Regions from separate parts of the Sus scrofa genome. Here region 2 is linked to region 1. The links are chromatin contacts, called in public Hi-C maps. All regions are on one chromosome and are shown on one strand. Each heading gives the region's core, a stretch centred on a gene start, on an enhancer-like site or on the middle of the called end of the contact. The rest is flanking DNA. Distances are from core to core; before and after follow the strand shown. Region 1 holds the start of SQLE (squalene epoxidase). Region 2 holds the start of NDUFB9 (NADH dehydrogenase [ubiquinone] 1 beta subcomplex subunit 9).

Evidence for each region. Hi-C and Micro-C count contacts between places; a contact is called where the count stands out from the background.
Region 2: a contact with region 1 is called in a Hi-C map of liver, with 4 times the contacts expected there. The contact joins the promoter of NDUFB9 here to the promoter of SQLE in region 1. A contact is called at or near these places in 2 of 47 Hi-C or Micro-C datasets (heart right ventricle and liver) and 1 of 2 datasets of contacts at active chromatin or transcription factors (alveolar macrophages).

Annotation. Positions count from the first base shown.
Region 1 is chr4:14,698,373-14,701,927 of Sscrofa11.1, reverse strand. It overlaps SQLE (squalene epoxidase), which reads left to right and starts at 2,215. Exons shown (of 11, transcript NM_001101026.1): 1 at 2,215-2,970. The coding sequence starts at 2,680.
Region 2 is chr4:15,111,678-15,115,169 of Sscrofa11.1, reverse strand. NDUFB9 (NADH dehydrogenase [ubiquinone] 1 beta subcomplex subunit 9) reads left to right here and starts at 1,889. Exons shown (of 4, transcript XM_013996497.1): 1 at 1,889-2,045. The coding sequence starts at 1,945. TATDN1 (TatD DNase domain containing 1) reads right to left here and starts at 1,824. Exons shown (of 12, transcript NM_001244525.1): 1 at 1,799-1,824. The coding sequence starts at 1,820.

The sequences.
Region 1 (3,555 bases), core at 966-3,465:
TTGCCGTGAGCTATGGTGTAGGTTGCAGACACGGCTCAGATCCCGTGTTCCTGTGGCCAGCAGCTATAGCTCCAATTAGACCCCTAGCCTGGGAATCTCCATATACCATGGGAGCAGCCCTAGAAAAGGCAAAAAGAAAAAAGAGTTTCATATTTGTTATTTTGAAAATTAAGGTGGTTTTGAGTATGAATGATGCCTGTAAAAGTGTTTTGACACAATTATTTCATTAGCAGATAAAACAATATTGGGGGTGAAAAATGATAACAAGTGTCACCCTTCCATAAACTCAAGAAACTCTCTGGTACAGGAGTGCAAGGAACTTTAGATTTCATGAAGACATTGTTAACTCTCCCTCCAGAAGTTGCCTGACTTTTGACTTGTCCAAGGTCATTAAGCTGGTTGTGGCAGCCAGAATCTAGGTCTCCTGATTCCAATCACCTGGTCTTCCCACTACACCATTGTCGTTCATCATTCATTCATTTAATCCTTATGGAGGATGAATTAAATACAGAACGTTGTGCTAGATGCTGTGGGTGACTGATTTATCAGACACAGATCCTTCTCTGGCAGAACATAGGAACCAGTGGAGTAATAACCATTAATGTTTAGTCAGAGATTGGGACAGTAAGGTATGAATAAATTACTATGTGACTTGGTAGGAGTCAATGGAGACTTGGTAGAAGAGGTGACAATTCAGCTGTGCTCCAAATGGCAGAAGGGATTCGTACATTAGTCTTAGAGTTTCAAATAGGCAGGCCAGGGTTACAATAAGGTAGCAAAGGCACGGGTCTTAGGCCTCAATAAATTTTAGGACGGTTCATCTTTTCGTAATAAGGAGGATCCACCTCTCACCCTGAGACTCTTACACACTTTTACTGTTTCTTCTGGAATGCTTGTCCTGGAGCAATTCATGTAACTTGCTCAGAGGCAAGCATATGCAGCATATGGAGGTTCCCAGGCTAGGGGTCAAATCAGAGTTACAGGTGCCAGATCTTAGATTGGTTTCCACTGAGTCACGACAGGAAATACCTACCCAGGGCACTTATGACACACCTCGGTTTAGTTTACTTCTTTGCTCTGCACCCCTCTCCCCATTTCTGATCTTGAGAGAACAGAGGCTAATGCATCAGTGGACCTCTAGCCCTAGCACATTAACACGTTCACAGATGCCTGACAATTTGGGGTGATTTAAGCGAACACCTGGCACATCCTCTCCTTTCTTTCTCCGGCAAACACCCGCCTACTCCTTCTTCCAGATTCAGCTTGAATGTCATCTTATCCACGCACCTGTAGCTCCTTCTACCATCACCTATACACAGCTGGCACAGGACAGAAAGGCTGGCCTACTTCATCTCTGTGAAACCTGGGCTGGCACGTAGTAAGCGGTCCACAAAACCTCGCGGAATGAATGGAGATGTTTAGACAGAGGGTGGCGGACCTCCCGGCAGGGGTTTCCTCGGAACCACCTCCACCTCCCAGCGGCTGGGGCCACGAGACTCGGGGTATAACCTACTCCACTCCCACTCCCTCCGGAGCCAGCCATGCACCTTACCACCCTCCCACTCGGACAGCAGGATCCATTCGCACGCCTTCCCACCTCACACCACGCAACGTAGTTCTAGCGCCTGTCCGGCATCACAGCGGGGGCCGTGCCGCCTGCGATTGGCCAAACGCGGCATAGCGCCATCTCGGCCTACCGCGAGGTGCGCGTCCTCATTGGCTGGCCACAGCGATGGGCGGTGACGGTGGGCGGGGCCCCCTCCGGTCCCTAGCCAGGGCGGAGCCCAGCCGCCTCTAAGGCGCTCTGAGTCCGGTAACCATCAAGGGCACCAGGCGGTTATTCTGGTTACCGCTGGGGCGCAGCGCTGGGAGGACAGCTGCGGTCCGCGAGGGATGCTGGTGAGGAGGCCGTGGGGGGCCGCCGCCGCCTTTTGAGGGGAGCGCTCTGGAAACTGCCGTTCGGCGGCTGGAAGGTTCCGGGGCTGGTGGAGGTCTCGAGGTGGGGGCTGCGCTTCCCAGCGCCGGAGCTGCAGTCTCGAGTCCGAGGTCGTCTTTGGTGGGAGAAAGCAGACCTGCGGTTCCCCCGAGCTTGGCGGTCCCAGGGAAGAGAGGTACTCACTCCGCGCCGCCGGCAGCCCTCGCGCTTTCCGCCCAGGCTGGACCGTCGCTGTCGGAGGTGGCGCGGCCGCGTTTTTCCCAGCGCAAGATACTTGTCACCCTGTTCCTCTTCTGAAAGGGCATCTGCTGCTGGTGGGAGAGAAGAGCAATTTTACAGCACGAAAGGCCACCGTCAAAATTTAGGACCTCATCCACAGTAACCCCTAGGGCCCGCCTCCCTCCTCAAAAAAAAGAAGAAAAAAAAAAAGTAAACACACGGATTGCTTAAAAGAGGAGAGCCTGATCGGGAGCTGTTGGAGCAGCTGATTTTTAAATACAGCTTTTTAAATCCGGGACAACTTACTCCTCTTCAAGTACTTTTTACTTTTTTAATGATTTTGTAAATTAGTCTGATTTGAATTGTAATCCTGTGACTGTGTTTATTGGACTTTGGCCGGTTCCCCGCGCTTTTTTTGGACAACACATTTTGGGGAGAACATCTAAGCACCAAAACTTTAACCAGGAAAAAAAAAAAAGAGGATCTCACCGTTGACCCGGTGTCACCGAAGAAGCCTTTAAACCATGTGGACCTTTCTCGGCATTGCCACCTTCACTTATTTTTATAAGAAATGCGGGGACTTCGTCTCTCTGGCCAACAAGGAGCTCTTGCTGGGCGTGCTGGTATTCCTGTCGCTGGGGCTGGTGCTGTCCTACCGCTGTCGCTACCGGAATGGGGCCCTCCTCGGGCGCCAGCAGAGCGGCTCCCAGTTCGCCGTCTTCTCGGATATTCTGTCAGCCTTGCCTTTAATTGGCTTCTTCTGGGCCAAATCCCCCACTGGTTCAGAAAAGAAAGAGCAGCTTGGGTCTAGGAGGGTAGGTTGAATTCAGAGTGGGCGAATGGGTGAGGGTCTAATGTTAAAATCCGGATCGGGGTCGCTCAAATGTAAATATTGCAATTTAAAGGGCGAAAGGCAGTCGGTTAGATACTCTGGTGTGATTTCTTATATACAGTTGGGTTTTAAGCTCTTGACTGTTCCTTGGCGACATCTTTGATGCTCTTTGGCTTGATTGAAAACCTTTGTTTCATTTAGCAGTTGGTGGAGCCCATGCTAAATGAAATCGATTTGATTATGGATGTTGATTTGATTATGAGAGGTGAAAGGAAATATTTGAATCCCTAGGAAATCCCTAGATAAGGAAATGTTGGAATCTCTAGAGCAGAATCACTTTCTGTGATTGGAGAAGAAAAAAGTTTGTTTTATTATCCTTGGGTAAGGATTGCATTGTGAGTGACTAGTTGATGTTTGCAGTTCAGTCCAGTTCCTAAATCAAAGGCCGGTCTTTTTTTTTTTTCACCAGCGGCATATGGAGGTTCCCAGGCTAGGGGTCTAATCAGAGCTGTAGCCACCAGCCTACACCACAGCCACCGCAACGCGGGATCCTGCGACCTACACCACA
Region 2 (3,492 bases), core at 640-3,139, 410 kb before region 1:
TGAGCTGTGGTGGAGGTTGCAGACTCGGGTCGGATCCTGCGTTGCTGTGGCTGTGGCATAGGCCGGCAGCTACAGCTCCGATTTGACCCCTAGCCTGGGAACCTCCATATGCAGTGGGAAGCAGCCTTAGAAAACGCAAAAAGACCAAAAAAAAAAAAAAAACTCTTTTGTGGCACTTAACACATTCTCCCTGCCCTTGCTTTTGACTGTACAGACCCTCCTGTGTGAAAACTAACTATACCATGAGATTCTTTGTTTTTTTAAGTGGCCACGCCCACAGCATATGCAAGAGATTGAATTCAAGCTGCAGCTGCAACCTACGCTGCAGCTGCGGCAAAACCGCATCCTTTAACTCACTGCACCTGGCTGGGGGCCTAACCTGGCCTCAGCAGCGACCTGAGCTGCTACAGTTGGATTCTTAGCTCACTGCAGCACAGCAGAACTCCCCAGATTCTTTTTACAATTCCACATACTTAGTACAATGTCTTTGTAAAAAATGTCACTTAAATTAACTCTCAGATCTAAATTTATAATCTTAACCACTCTCCTGAGTGCCAGACATTTCCAATTGCTCAGTAAATATCTCTACCCAAAAGGTCCTATAAGAGTCTGAAACTTAACCGAATCCAAACGGATCTTGCTGTAGCACCCAGCCACTCCCATTACGTTTCCATTTCACATTTAGGTTATTTATCCCAACCCTGAATCATCTCTGTTCTCTCCTTTATCTGACATAAACACTCAGCTGCTAAACGCTGCATACGTATCTCTCTTCTCTTTGTCTCTCCCGTTTCCGGTGTCGTAGTTCAAGCTCTGAAATGCTTCTCTGCCTCTCCCTACGCCCCACCAAACCTAACAGCTGTCAGGATTACTGTACTAAAGCAGAGATGTGATCACTGTCATTTTCCACCTTCAAGTAGCTGGAAACTTCACAAAAACAAGGATCATGCCCAGCTTTACCCACTGCTGTATCCCATAGCCCAGGGCCCCCAATATGTACTGGCCCTCAATGATTTACTTAATGAATGCTCCTGGTGAAAAGTCTTCAGCGAGGCTCTACTCTATACACAGTAAAATTAACCTCATCAAGACATTCGAGTCCCAAGTTACCCTTCCAATCCTAGCTCTCACACTGTCCCATACTTGTAAATGCCTGATACAAGTATGCTTATTCCTTTAGTTTCTGTCGCATTTTCCCTCTCTTGTTCTACCCATGCTGAATGGATTACCGTACTTGTCAGGTAATAGAACTTGTTTCTCTTCCCGCTATTTATGCCGTCAGTTTCCCCACCAGATGGGGATGACAGCAGAGCAGGGACCTGGCCTGTATTCCTAGGCCGGTGCCGGGCAAACCAGGGTCGAACCAGGGTCGTTCAGTAACTGCGATATGAACGCACGAATTAGCGAATAAACGGGTGCCTCGAAGCTATCCTCCTCTCCACCGCGGAGACGGGAAAAGGCGGGAGGTGCAGAAGGGATGGAGGGTCAGCTAGGGACTGGCCTTCTGGGGTTTTTTTGGTAGCTCTGCCTCCTTTTATCTTTTTATTCAATACAACGCATGCTGGGAAAAGCATAAATCATAATGCAGCTCGTGAATTTCCACAAATAAGCACACCCGTGAAGCCAGCACCCAAACCGCGATCCTGAACATTATTAGCACCCAGAAACCTCCCCGCGCCCTCTTCCATAGGGTGCACTTTCAACCCGCAAAGAGCCGGAGAGCTCACATCCTGGGCCCTCCGGCGGCGGTGGGCGACGCCTGAGGATTGCAAGGCCAAAGATCCAGGAAAAGTCTTACCCACGAACTTGAACCGGCTCATGACTGCAGCCCTGGCTCCTCCCCGGCGGAAGCGGAAGTGGCCGCCGCTCGCCCCGCCCTTCCGGGGAAGCCCCACCCCTCGTTTTCCGGCAGCGCCCGCGGCCGCTGAAGGTGAGCGGGCCGTCATGGCTTTCTCGGCGCCGGCGGCCTACCTGACCCACCAGCAGAAGGTGCTGCGGCTTTATAAGCGGGCGCTGCGCCACCTGGAGTCGTGGTGCGTCCACAGGTGAGAGAGGGGGACCCACGGCGCGGGGAGGTGAGGCGGAGGCCTCCACGGAGGCCGAAAGGCCCTAGTGACCCGGGGGGAGGGGAGAGAGGTGTCAAGGACTTCGGGAACGGGGTGGAAGGCGACGTCTCGACCCACAGAGCCCCCGCGTAGACCCGGGTTCGAATGCAGACTTCGTCGCCCGCAGGTGCGCGAGACCTTGAAGAATTGCTTATTTGGCCCAGGCCTCACTTTTCTGATCAGGAAAATGGACACAGGACCCAGTGTCGAGGGTGGCATGTCGATTAAGAAAGTGCCTCCGGCGTTCACTAAGTAATAGTTTTCTTCATGACCTTCTCGTTCCTAATATTAGCAGTAATAATCTATGCATATTTTCTCTTGTCCTCACAACTCTGGGAGTTAGGGATTATTTGGCCTTATTTTATAGATGAGGAGAGAGAAGCTAGAGAGTAATTTGTTCAAGGCCCTGAATCTGGTAAGTGGCCAGCCAGGATTAAAACTCAGGTGTCTTAACCACAAAGCATCATTATCCTTCCCATCAGCTTTTCTTGTTTTAGCTTCATCCATTCCTTTTTATTATCTTCACATTGCATGAATTCTCATCATCTCTCTCTCTTCATCTAAGATTAGTCATAGAACATATTCATAAAACATACAGATTTTTGTGACCTACACGCAATGCATGGTGGGGTGACAACCCAAAATGTGTGAATGCCAGACCTCCACTCCCTTAGCCAAATCCTAAAACCTTGTCCCACAAAGAAGGGCCTTTGAGAAAAACCTCTAAACAATGAGAAACTGAGTACATCTGGAAGAGTTGTGGAAAGGATCCTTGATTGCATATATGGGCTTATTGTAAAGTCATTGACCTACTTCTCTTTGCTAAGTAGGAAGATGGCCAGGTTCAAGGTTGTAAGATTAATTACTTCCCTAATTTCTCCTTATTCATTCATCTGACAGAATTTGCATTCCAGGTGTATGCTGACTGATGCATAAATAAGCCTATAAGGCTTCTTTCTCATCTGTAGCAACTAGTGGATAAATGGGGAAGATGGACCTATAAACAAATAGATAACATGGAGAATTATCAGTTATATAAAAAGGAAGGAAGTTGAGCCGTCAAGAATTCTACATATAGAGTTCCCATCGTGGCTCGGTGGTTAACGAATCCGACTAGGAACCATGAAGTTGTGGGTTCGATCCCTGGCCTTGCTCAGTGGGTTAAGGATCCAGCATTGCTGTGAGCTGTGGTGTAGGTTACAGACTCGGCTTGGATCCTGCTTTGCTGTGGCTCTGGAGTATGCCAGTGGCTACAGCTCCAATTCGACCCCTAGCCAGAGAACCTCCATATGCCACGGGGGTGGCCCAAGAAATGGCAAAAAGACAAAAAAAAAAAAAAAAGAATTTTAATCTGAGGGAGTTCCTGTTGTGGCTCAGTGGGTTACCA